2 separate regions of the Sus scrofa genome follow, and region 1 is linked to region 2. Evidence: chromatin contacts called from public promoter capture Hi-C data. All regions are on one chromosome and are shown on one strand. Each heading gives the region's core, a stretch centred on a gene start, on an enhancer-like site or on the middle of the called end of the contact. The rest is flanking DNA. Distances are from core to core; before and after follow the strand shown.

Region 1 (4,535 bases), core at 594-3,093, 330 kb after region 2:
ATCTTATCTGTGGTTTATGACATTATAGCCCATCCTAATTTTTTTGCCATTGTTGTTTTTAAAAAACACAGCTCACAGGGATTAGTTTTCAGTTTTAGCGTTAACTTTTGTGACCCCTCTGTGCTTCTAAGGCTGTAACGATTCAATTTTTTGTGTATTTTAGGCACACTTGAAATTTAGAAAGGTAAACCAGAGGAGCTTGCTGCTCTCTAAGGAACAAGATAATTCTTAATTTTTTTGTCTAGAAATTCATATGAAGAATTTGACATCGCTTTCCTGAGGAGACCAAGGCCAATAAACATACATGGCGAGGTTTTCTCCCCAGCTGCTTCTTCTGCATCATAACTTACATTGCACGCTGAAGTAGATAGAATAGTAAATTGTGTTTACAGGTAACCATGTGATCTGAACAACCTAATTTTTTTAACAGAGCTCACATGGGGGACACAGAAATGAGGCTGGTCTTTGGGTAACATCATCATCAAGATTGTAGAAATCACAGTAGAAAATGCATCTTTTTCCCAGGATTGCCAGATCGCTGGCTCTGTTGCCTCTTTGCAGCCATGAGATTTAATGAAATGCCCGGGATGCACATCTAGGGAGAGATGCATCTTGCACACGGTGGGGGTCTCCCTTCCCTCCTGTGCTCCTATAACTCCCATTAGTGTTAATGGGAGTTTCACCAAGCGAATCGAGGGGGAGAGAGACCCCAAAGTGCTGCGATTATGTGTTAGAATCACCATTTACTTTTCTTTTCCTTCCTTCTTCCCCACACCTCTTAAAAAAAAATCTACTGAATGAAAAACCATTGTGAGAGAATCTGAAAAAGGAAAGAGCAGGTGAACAGCTGAAGAACCCACTGGGATGCTCGAGCTAAGCCAAAACTTCTCTAGGTTTTAGCCCAAGTTGTGTTTCTTCAACCTTTTGGAGTCAAGCCTGAGGCTGAGCAGCATGGGGAGCACACAGGAGCCTCGACTGGGGAGCCCAGCCATTTAGATCCTTTTACCTCCTGGCCAGTGACTGAGGCGGGGAGGGCCTCGCATGTGAAATGATGTCATCCTCTCTTTGCTCTAATTCCTTGACTTTTAAACTGACACTGACAGACTGCATGGGGCGCAACATTTGACCCAGTTAGCAGTTGATTTAATCTGACTAGAATGTTTCAACTTCTAAATCTCTATTTGTCTAAATAAGTGGTTTTTAAAGGAAATCAGTCACTTTATTATTAAGTAATTTTTTTCTAAAAAAGAATTGACAATGTTTGGCATGATCCGTCCAGCCAGAGCGCCCTCTAGTGTCCATTCATAGAATTTACATAATAGATGCTTGGAGGGGGTGGGGAAATGTAATGTACGATGGCCACGGGCATTCTTAGCTCTTGGTTGGATTCCCAGGCTTGTGTAGGTCCCTGCTGGCTTCTGTGATGAGCGCTCAGATGCTAGAGTGGAGAAGTCAATAAGGTGTCTGTCTCTCTCTGCCCCCTTCCTTCCCTCTCCTCCCTGTCTCCGAAAATAAGAGAAAAAAATTAATAGAAAATATTCTGTTAATTCTTCGAAAATAAGAGAAAAAAATTAATAGAAGGATTTCACTCGATTGAGTATTCTGGTCCTTGTTTATTTTCTTAAAAATATAATTGAAAATCAGCGTCTTATTTCTTAAACAAACAGACCCTGCATTGTTCAGATTTTCTTTTCAGCTTTAAAGAATGTTTCAGATACTAAAGAGAATTTTTGAAATTTCTAATAAACTTAACACGTTGAGTAATTCACAAACCATGTGTAATAAGACAAACGTCCTCAGGACCCGCTAGTGTGACTGGTTGTGTGGGACTTGCCAAGGAGCCTGCTGTTTGAGAGCCATAGAACAGAACTAAGATGACAACCCCAATCCAGCATGTGTCTCCGCAGCTATCCCCTCAGAATTCAAAGATGACATTCCAGTGACGGAAGTTGTCAGCACGTGTATGTTCTGCCTGGTTAGTGAATACACGGACATCTTATTGATGTTACTTGCATTCTTTTTGTGTTAACTCATCAAAACTCAATTATCATGAAATTAAAAACAGGAAACGGTTTTCAGTGTAACAAAAGCATCCAGTGTATTTAACTCTATGCTGTGTTTCAGGAGACCCACATTGTATAAGTGACAAAGCATTTATTACCCAGTTTATTGTGGTATTACAGAGCGAGAGCGCTAAATAATCAATCAGTTAATGGTCTGTATGGCAGTTTGAGCACATCACATCCATTGTGCTTATGCTGTTAGAAGGATGAGCTGATAACTCCAGTGTATGTTGCATGTTTATTCAGAGCCTAATGTCGTAAACTGGGGCTGACAGAAATCATGAAAAATGCAGCTTTGGCACTGGCGATTTCAAAGTTCCTAAAATATTTTAGAAATCACTTGGAGAGGCTTTGGGTACACAAGTCCCTAAAGACAAGAGCTGGAATTGTCCCTCGGATTACTTTCACTTTATTCTCTTCCTTTAGCCAGTTTTATGTTTTAGAATTTAAAAAAAAAAAATAAGCTTTTTTGTTACCTTGTTTGGTTGTGTTTGTACCTCAGGTCCTTTGTTATTATTTTATGACATGTCCCAGATTCTGTAAGCTGCTTCTTTCACAACAAGTTTATCACATCTCATGGCTGCTGCTCATTATGCAGGATGGCTGACTCTTCCCAGAGCAAGCAAGTGGGCTTAGGTCTGTTATGTAAAATAAATGGGAAGGAACTTTTAGGTGCGGGTTTGAAGAAACATGTTGCAGTTACAAGTGTTAGGTAAAAACAAGAAAGGGAGAGAGGAAAAAAAGAGGCATTCGAAATCAGATCTTTTTGAAAATGGTCCTGAATTAGCTGGTAGCCCAAAGTAGGGTTCTCGTGTGGATGTCATGAACTGTTCTTTGAAGGAGACCATTTTGGTGATTTGGGGTGGCCCTTTACTTGCTGTTGGTTCAGTTTTAAATGAGGGCCCATTACAGGAAAGCTCTAATTTTTGTTTTCTCCTTCTTCTTCTTCCTAGGAGATAAAAGCACAGACTATGCTAATTTTTACCAGGGTTTGTGGGACTGCACAGGAGATCTTTCCGATGAACTGTCATTTAAACGTGGTGATGTGATTTACATTCTAAGCAAGGTAAGCAGTTCTCCCAAAATGACACCTGTAAAGGGTGACTGCAAAGCTGGATTTTCATGCATTTGGATTTGCAGCACTGGGGAAAATGCCAGTTGGAATTCTTCTAGGTCCTTGGTAACAATTGGGAGTTCACAATAATTAATTATTTTGTCAAGTGAAATGTAATCAAATTTTGAACACAATCAGATAACAGGATTCAACTTAACAGTGTGTTTACCTATCACTTCAGCCTTTGGCTCCCATCCACACACTGCCTTCTCCAGAAACAATGTACTTATGTGAAAGTTAACATTGTAAGGTATTAGGTTATTTGTTATGTTTTTCTTTCCTCTTCCTTTTTATTCTTCTGTGTGCTTATTCTGATTTTGTCTGCCATTCACTACTGGAAACACTGTGTTTATAGAACAAGTTTTTCATCTTTATGTAAATACATTGGGTGTTCCGACAATTTAAGAGCAATACTTTTCAGACAGGTTTCTGTCATTTTTTAAAAAGTTTAACATAATTGTAATTGTAAACATAATAGAAAAGTATGTTGCTGTGAACTCATCCTCACCTATAAAAAAATCATTGTCCCTGCCTCTTAAGATTCTGGATTATTCAAAATCTTTCTGTCCTTAGATCTAAAAGTCAAGTTTCTTAATTGAATATACTTCTAATGACATGTGTGGGCTCCTTTAATTTTCCTGTCATAACTGTGCCTACTATAATATGAGGATTAAAAAATACCTGCCCCAATCTATTTCATGAGGCTGCTTTAGAAACAAATGATGTATGGAAACTGTTTAAATCTAAGTAGAGAAATGTTACATAAATCATGAGTCTGGGAGTTTAATGTGCTTTGTTGGTTAGAGAAATATCTTGGACTTTTCGGGAAGATAATATGACTTGTTAGATACAAAAGGGAATTTGGAAATAAGGTCACTTATTGATTTAAACACTAGTTGACTGGTGCGTAAAACATACACAGAGAATCTTCGAACATTCCAGTGAGAGATCTTAGGGGTCATGTATCTATCCTTGGTTTTACAGATGAGGGAACTTGGGTCAAAAAAGCACCAGAGCCAGTACTTAACGAGGCATCTTGACTCCCAGACCAGGGCTTTCCACTCTTTTTTTTTTTTTTTTTTTTTAGCTTGTATCTATCTTCCTTCCTTTTTTCCCCCTCCCTTCTTTCCTTCCTTCCTTCCTTGTGTTTAATTTAAACTATTATAAAGTACCTATAATGTTCGGGGGCCCCTTGTAGGCACCAGGAATCCAAAGAAAATGAGATATAAGGACTTGTAGATTATCAAAGGGAAAATAGTAAATACAGCCAAGTGCGATAACTGCTAGTTGAGATGCCCAAAGCTAAGACCTGTCTCATTTCTCTCAGTCCTTTGCTCACTCGTATGGGGTTTTTTTCT
Region 2 (4,875 bases), core at 1,786-4,285:
CTGGTGAAGGGCGCGCCTTGTGATTTAACAAAGACTGTCAATGCGTAAGATTAATAAGAAACAAAATGCACACGGTGTCACTGTTCGGTCACTTTGAAACTTGGGACAGGGTTGCATTCAAGAGGGGAGGCTGTTCCAAATATATTCAAAATGATTCAAATCAGATTCAAACTAGGCTGCAAAACCCTGCCTCCCTCTCACCCTCCCCTTGGACTCCCTTCGTTCTCCTTCTCCATCTGGGATTCAAGGACCCGATGAAAAGTTATTTCACTTAATGGGATTGTAAGAAAGCTTTTGTTGGGAATATACGTTATCCCTGCACGTGGAAATGAGCAAATGTGCTTACCAGTTTCCCAAGAAAAGGATAATGCTTTCACCCTGCTTGGGACTGGAGCCAGTTGGTGTGCGAAGATTAGCACGCTCCCTCTCTGCTTGATGTCAGGGCATCCCATCTTTTTCCGGGCGAGATGCTGCTGGTAAACTTCGGTTTATTTATTAATTGAGTTAGTTTCTTCCTGGCTTTACTTTGGTGTCTTGGATCTCATGCGAAGGCAAGAGGTCTTGTTTTGTTCTGTTTTTCAAAAGATTATTTGATTCAATGGAATGATGCTATGGCTTGCAAAGAGAGATTGTGGAAGGATCAGAAAAGGTACTGAGATTGTTTATTACAGCCATAAATCTTGCAGTAAAATGTCAAAATGTCGGTGTGTGAGATAACACTTGGTGGTCCTGGCTCCGTTTGTGTTTATGATAGGAACCACAAAGACAAGTTACAGGCCTTGGGGGGATTCTGTGTAAGCCCATCTTCCTAAAGTAATAGAACCACATGAAACACAGGCACAGTTAACTCGTTTAGGTTAACCATATACAAAACAGTGCCCGAGTTTCGTCAATACGTTAAAATAGAAACGCAGTAGAAGGTTCTGAGGCTAAACAACATGAATTTTCTGTTTTAGTGTCTGTAAATAATATTGAACAGACATGGTTAAGACCCTAGTACTCAAGGCCGATGACATGAGGAGAGGGGCAAAATTTCCTTGTCATGTTTTTTCCTCCCTGAAGCTTAGAGAGCTCAGTTTTGTAAATTACATCGTGTGTGTGTGTGTGTGTATGTGTATTACTCACGTTATATGGCATATATGTGTATATATTATTTTTCCTGCTGTAGAGAGATATTGGTTTAGGCAACTGTATCACAGACTGGATTTTCCCCCCGAGCCTAGAGAGGATGTCTAAAGATTACATTCAGTGTTGATTTCTCTCTGTGGCTCAGATTTCATTTTAAAAATTTTTCAAGGTGCCCCATGTCGATGGACAGCACTCTTCACAGACACACATCCAATGTGGAAAACCTCTTTGTACCACTTCAGGGTGATTGCAGTTAGAAAGCTAACATGATCCCTTTTTTAACCTCTTTTCCTAAATTAGTTTAAAGATTAGTCCCATATAATAGGCTTTATGTGGCTAAGCATTAAATGACTATCCATCAAATGGATATATTCCAGCATTTAGTAACTCCTATGAGTAACCGATATAAATGAAGATAGAACTGACATTCCTTTTGAAGTGTCTCCAGACTTAAGCTATAACTTTCCTTGTCTGCTTTCCAGACTTAGTTGTGAGAAGGCTGTTTATACTGTTCTTTGAAAAAATCAACTAAGGTGCACCAGCTGAAAAATCTTTGCTTTGCTTGCCCATATGAAAGTATTTTTAGAATCGAGACTATGCTAGTTTGCACTGCTTTAATCTGCGATGAAAAGTAGGATCTAGGTGTGTCTGTTAGAAAAGGAAACGGAAAGTACACACTACGATCGTGTAAGGCATCAGTATTTACTTCAGAGATCAACATTAGGTATAATTAATATGTAATTCATTTGTCAATAACGGCAGTTAATTGACCCATCATATTTCAATGACCAAATGGCAGGCAAAAGTCCTCTTTCTCTACTTTCCAGAGCTGCCGATGTCGTTAATATGCTAACTTTCAGTAATTCAGAAACTCTAGACTGTTCTTAAATATACCTTTTCGTGTCAGTCTGGAAAAGCTGAGACAAAAACATTCTCAGCGGGAAAAGACCGGTGGCACAATGCCTGTGCTATCCTTAGCTTGTTTTTGTTTGGGGAGTGTTCTTTAGTAGGAAGATGTTGGTTTCCATGCTGTATTTTGTGGCGGCATCGTCGCTTCTATCCATCCCCATCGTCTCTCTCACAATTGCACCTATTAAATTCGAGCATGTTTAATTCTGAATGCCACTTCCATCAAATGAGATGCTATTAGAAGGTTCTCGTTTTTCTTAGGGAAACAACCAAATAGATTCTGCTTCTAAAAAATAGAAAAAGAAAGAAAGAAAAGTGTTCATTCGGTTATATTGGAATAGCTTTGCTTTATTTCCTGGGGCCGATTTCTCTCAGCTGCTCACCCACCCACCCTTTTTGGCTCGTGCATGGCTTCTCAAACAGGGAACGTCGGGGGGCCCCGGACACAGCGAGCCTGACGTGGGGAAGGGAATCAGCTGGTAAGAAAACCGGTCAGTTGGCCTCATTCCAGGGCCCGGATAAAAAACAGGACACCCCCTTAGTCCTGGCACCATTCCCTCCCCCAGGCGGCCTCGAGCCCAGGAGGCCGCCAGGTCAGGCTAGGCTGGGCCCCGAGGTCAGCGCTGGGCCGCGGCCGCCTGGCTGCCCCGAGGCCTAGCCCGGAGTAGGGCACGCATGGGGCCCAGTCTGGGCATCTGAGAGAACCAGAAGCCTCTGGTTCCCAAATTCCCACAGGGACTCAAAGTTGGGGCGTGGGGGCGGGGTTGGAGGACCCAAGCGCCAGCTACCCCCCTCTGCTCAGAGCGGGACACCAGCATCCATCACCCGCCGGCGCGCTTCCTGATCCGGGTCCGCGCGCGCGGCGCGCACATTGGAGGGGGCGGATCACGTGGAGGTCCTGGGCGGGGCGCGCGCGGGGTCGCGACGGAGCGCGCGCGCGGGCGCGGGCGGGGGAGGAGCGCGAACTTTGGCGGCGTCGGCGGCGGAGGGAGGGGGAGGGGTGGGCGCTTGACAGCGGGGGAGGGGAAGGGAGCAGAGGAAGGGGGATGGGAAGCGAAGCGGGAGGGGGAGGGGCCTCGGCGAGCCCAGAAAAACGACAACGCGAGAAAAATTAGTATTTTTGCACTTCACAAATTAATGACCATGAGCTCGTTTTTGATAAACTCCAACTACATCGAGCCCAAGTTCCCTCCCTTCGAGGAGTACGCGCAGCACAGCGGCCCGGGCGGCGGAGACGGCGGCCCGGGCGGGGGTCCCGGCTACCAGCAGCCCCCAGCGCCCGCGGCCCAGCACCTGCCGCCGCAGCAGCCCCAGCTCCCCCACACGGGCGGCGGCCGTGAGCCCCCCGCCTCCTACTACGCGCCGCGGGCCGCCCGCGAGCCCTCCTACCCCGCGGCCGCGCTCTACCCCGCGCACGGTGCGGCCGACGCCGCCTACCCCTACGGCTACCGCGGCGGCGCTAGCCCCGGGCGGCCGCCGCAGTCCGAGCAGCCCCCGGCGCACGCCAAGGGTCCCGCGCACGGCCTGCACGCGACCCATGTCCTGCCGCCCGGGCGGCAGCCCCCGCCGCCGCCGCCGCCGCCTCCCCCGCAGCATCGCGCGGCGGCCCCCGCGCCCCCGCGGCGCTGCCAGGCGGCTCCTGCCACCCCGGGCGTCCCCGCAGGGGGCAGCGCCCCCGCGTGCCCGCTGCTCCTGGCCGACAAGAGCCCGGCGGGCCTGAAGGGCAAGGAGCCCGTGGTGTACCCCTGGATGAAGAAGATCCATGTCAGCGCCGGTACGTGGCGCCGCCGGGGAGGCGCGGGCGGGTGGGCTGGGGCCGAGCCCAGGCTCCAAGGTCGGGGTGGGGGTTAGGGGGAGAGGCCGAGGGGAAGGGGGCCTCGGGAGGGGAGCCCCCAACTGGCCCAAGCTACTGTGGGACGTGGGTGTGTGTGCGCCAGCCAGCCGCCAGATCCCAACGTGAGAACCCTTTTGTACCCGGGGTCCCTTTATCGGGAGATTTACGAGACGCCAAACTGTTAGGGCAGTAATTATAGCCCCCATAAATTTAATTGCCCTGGCAGAGGCTTCAGGCCATGTGTCTTTGAAGCTTTTCTTCAGCCCCAATGCCCAGCACCATTCTTTATGGCTCTCGGGTGTTTCCCGTTGTCAATAGCCTGTGAAACATTTTCTTTGCAGTTTTATGTATCTTGCGTGAACTTGGTGTCAGGTTATTATATAATGATGATGTCCAATTGCTCTTCCCCACCCCACCTTCTCTCTCCTCCTCCTTTCCCTCTCTTCCACTCCGTCTTCCTTGGCTTTCTCCATCGGGGTTATGGGCTTTCAGTCAACCCCAGTTATAACGGAGGGGAGCCCAAGCGCTCCCGAACCGCCTACACCCGGCAGCAGGTCTTGGAGCTGGAGAAGGAGTTCCACTTTAACCGCTACCTGACCCGGCGGCGCCGCATCGAGATCGCCCACACGCTCTGCTTGTCCGAGCGCCAGGTCAAGATCTGGTTTCAGAACCGGAGGATGAAGTGGAAGAAAGATCATAAACTGCCCAACACTAAAATGCGATCCTCCAACTCAGCCTCAGCCTCAGCAGGCCCGCCAGGGAAACCACAAACTCAGAGCCCGCACCCGCACCCACACCCTCACCCCCATCAGGGCGCCTCCACACCCATTCCCTCCTCCATTTAATCCTCCAGGGCTCTAGACCAGTTCTTTCCCCCACCTGCTTTTCTCATCTCTTCTGCCCCCTTCCCCATCCACCCCTTCCCATCTGGACCACACCAGACCCCAAACAATACCCAACTTGGTGAAAAGGATAATAAAAAAGAAAGACATTATCCCAGTAAG

The links. Promoter capture Hi-C pulls out the DNA fragments that hold promoters and counts their contacts.
Region 1: a contact with region 2 is called in a promoter capture Hi-C map of fetal skeletal muscle, with 13 times the contacts expected there. The contact joins the enhancer-like site here to the promoter of HOXA4 in region 2. A contact is called at or near these places in 2 of 5 promoter capture datasets (fetal liver and fetal skeletal muscle), 15 of 47 Hi-C or Micro-C datasets (adipocytes, embryonic fibroblasts, epiblast stem cells and 9 more) and 1 of 2 datasets of contacts at active chromatin or transcription factors (skeletal muscle).

Annotation. Positions count from the first base shown.
Region 1 is chr18:45,771,823-45,776,357 of Sscrofa11.1, forward strand. It overlaps SKAP2 (src kinase-associated phosphoprotein 2), which reads left to right. Exons shown (of 15, transcript XR_002340310.1): 11 at 3,017-3,129. Among named protein-coding and RNA genes, the nearest start is that of C18H7orf71, 39 kb to the right of the region's middle. Within about 2 kb of position 1,844, at least 5 of the 83 cell types and tissues checked have an H3K27ac peak or open chromatin away from gene starts, as enhancers often do. A contact at or near this core is called in subcutaneous adipose tissue, where this site is marked.
Region 2 is chr18:45,440,233-45,445,107 of Sscrofa11.1, forward strand. HOXA4 (homeobox protein Hox-A4) reads left to right here and starts at 3,036. Exons shown (of 2, transcript XM_003134841.4): 1 at 3,036-3,811; 2 at 4,364-4,875. The coding sequence starts at 3,175. The coding sequence ends at 4,716. The region is part of intron 2 of HOXA3 (homeobox protein Hox-A3); the gene reads left to right.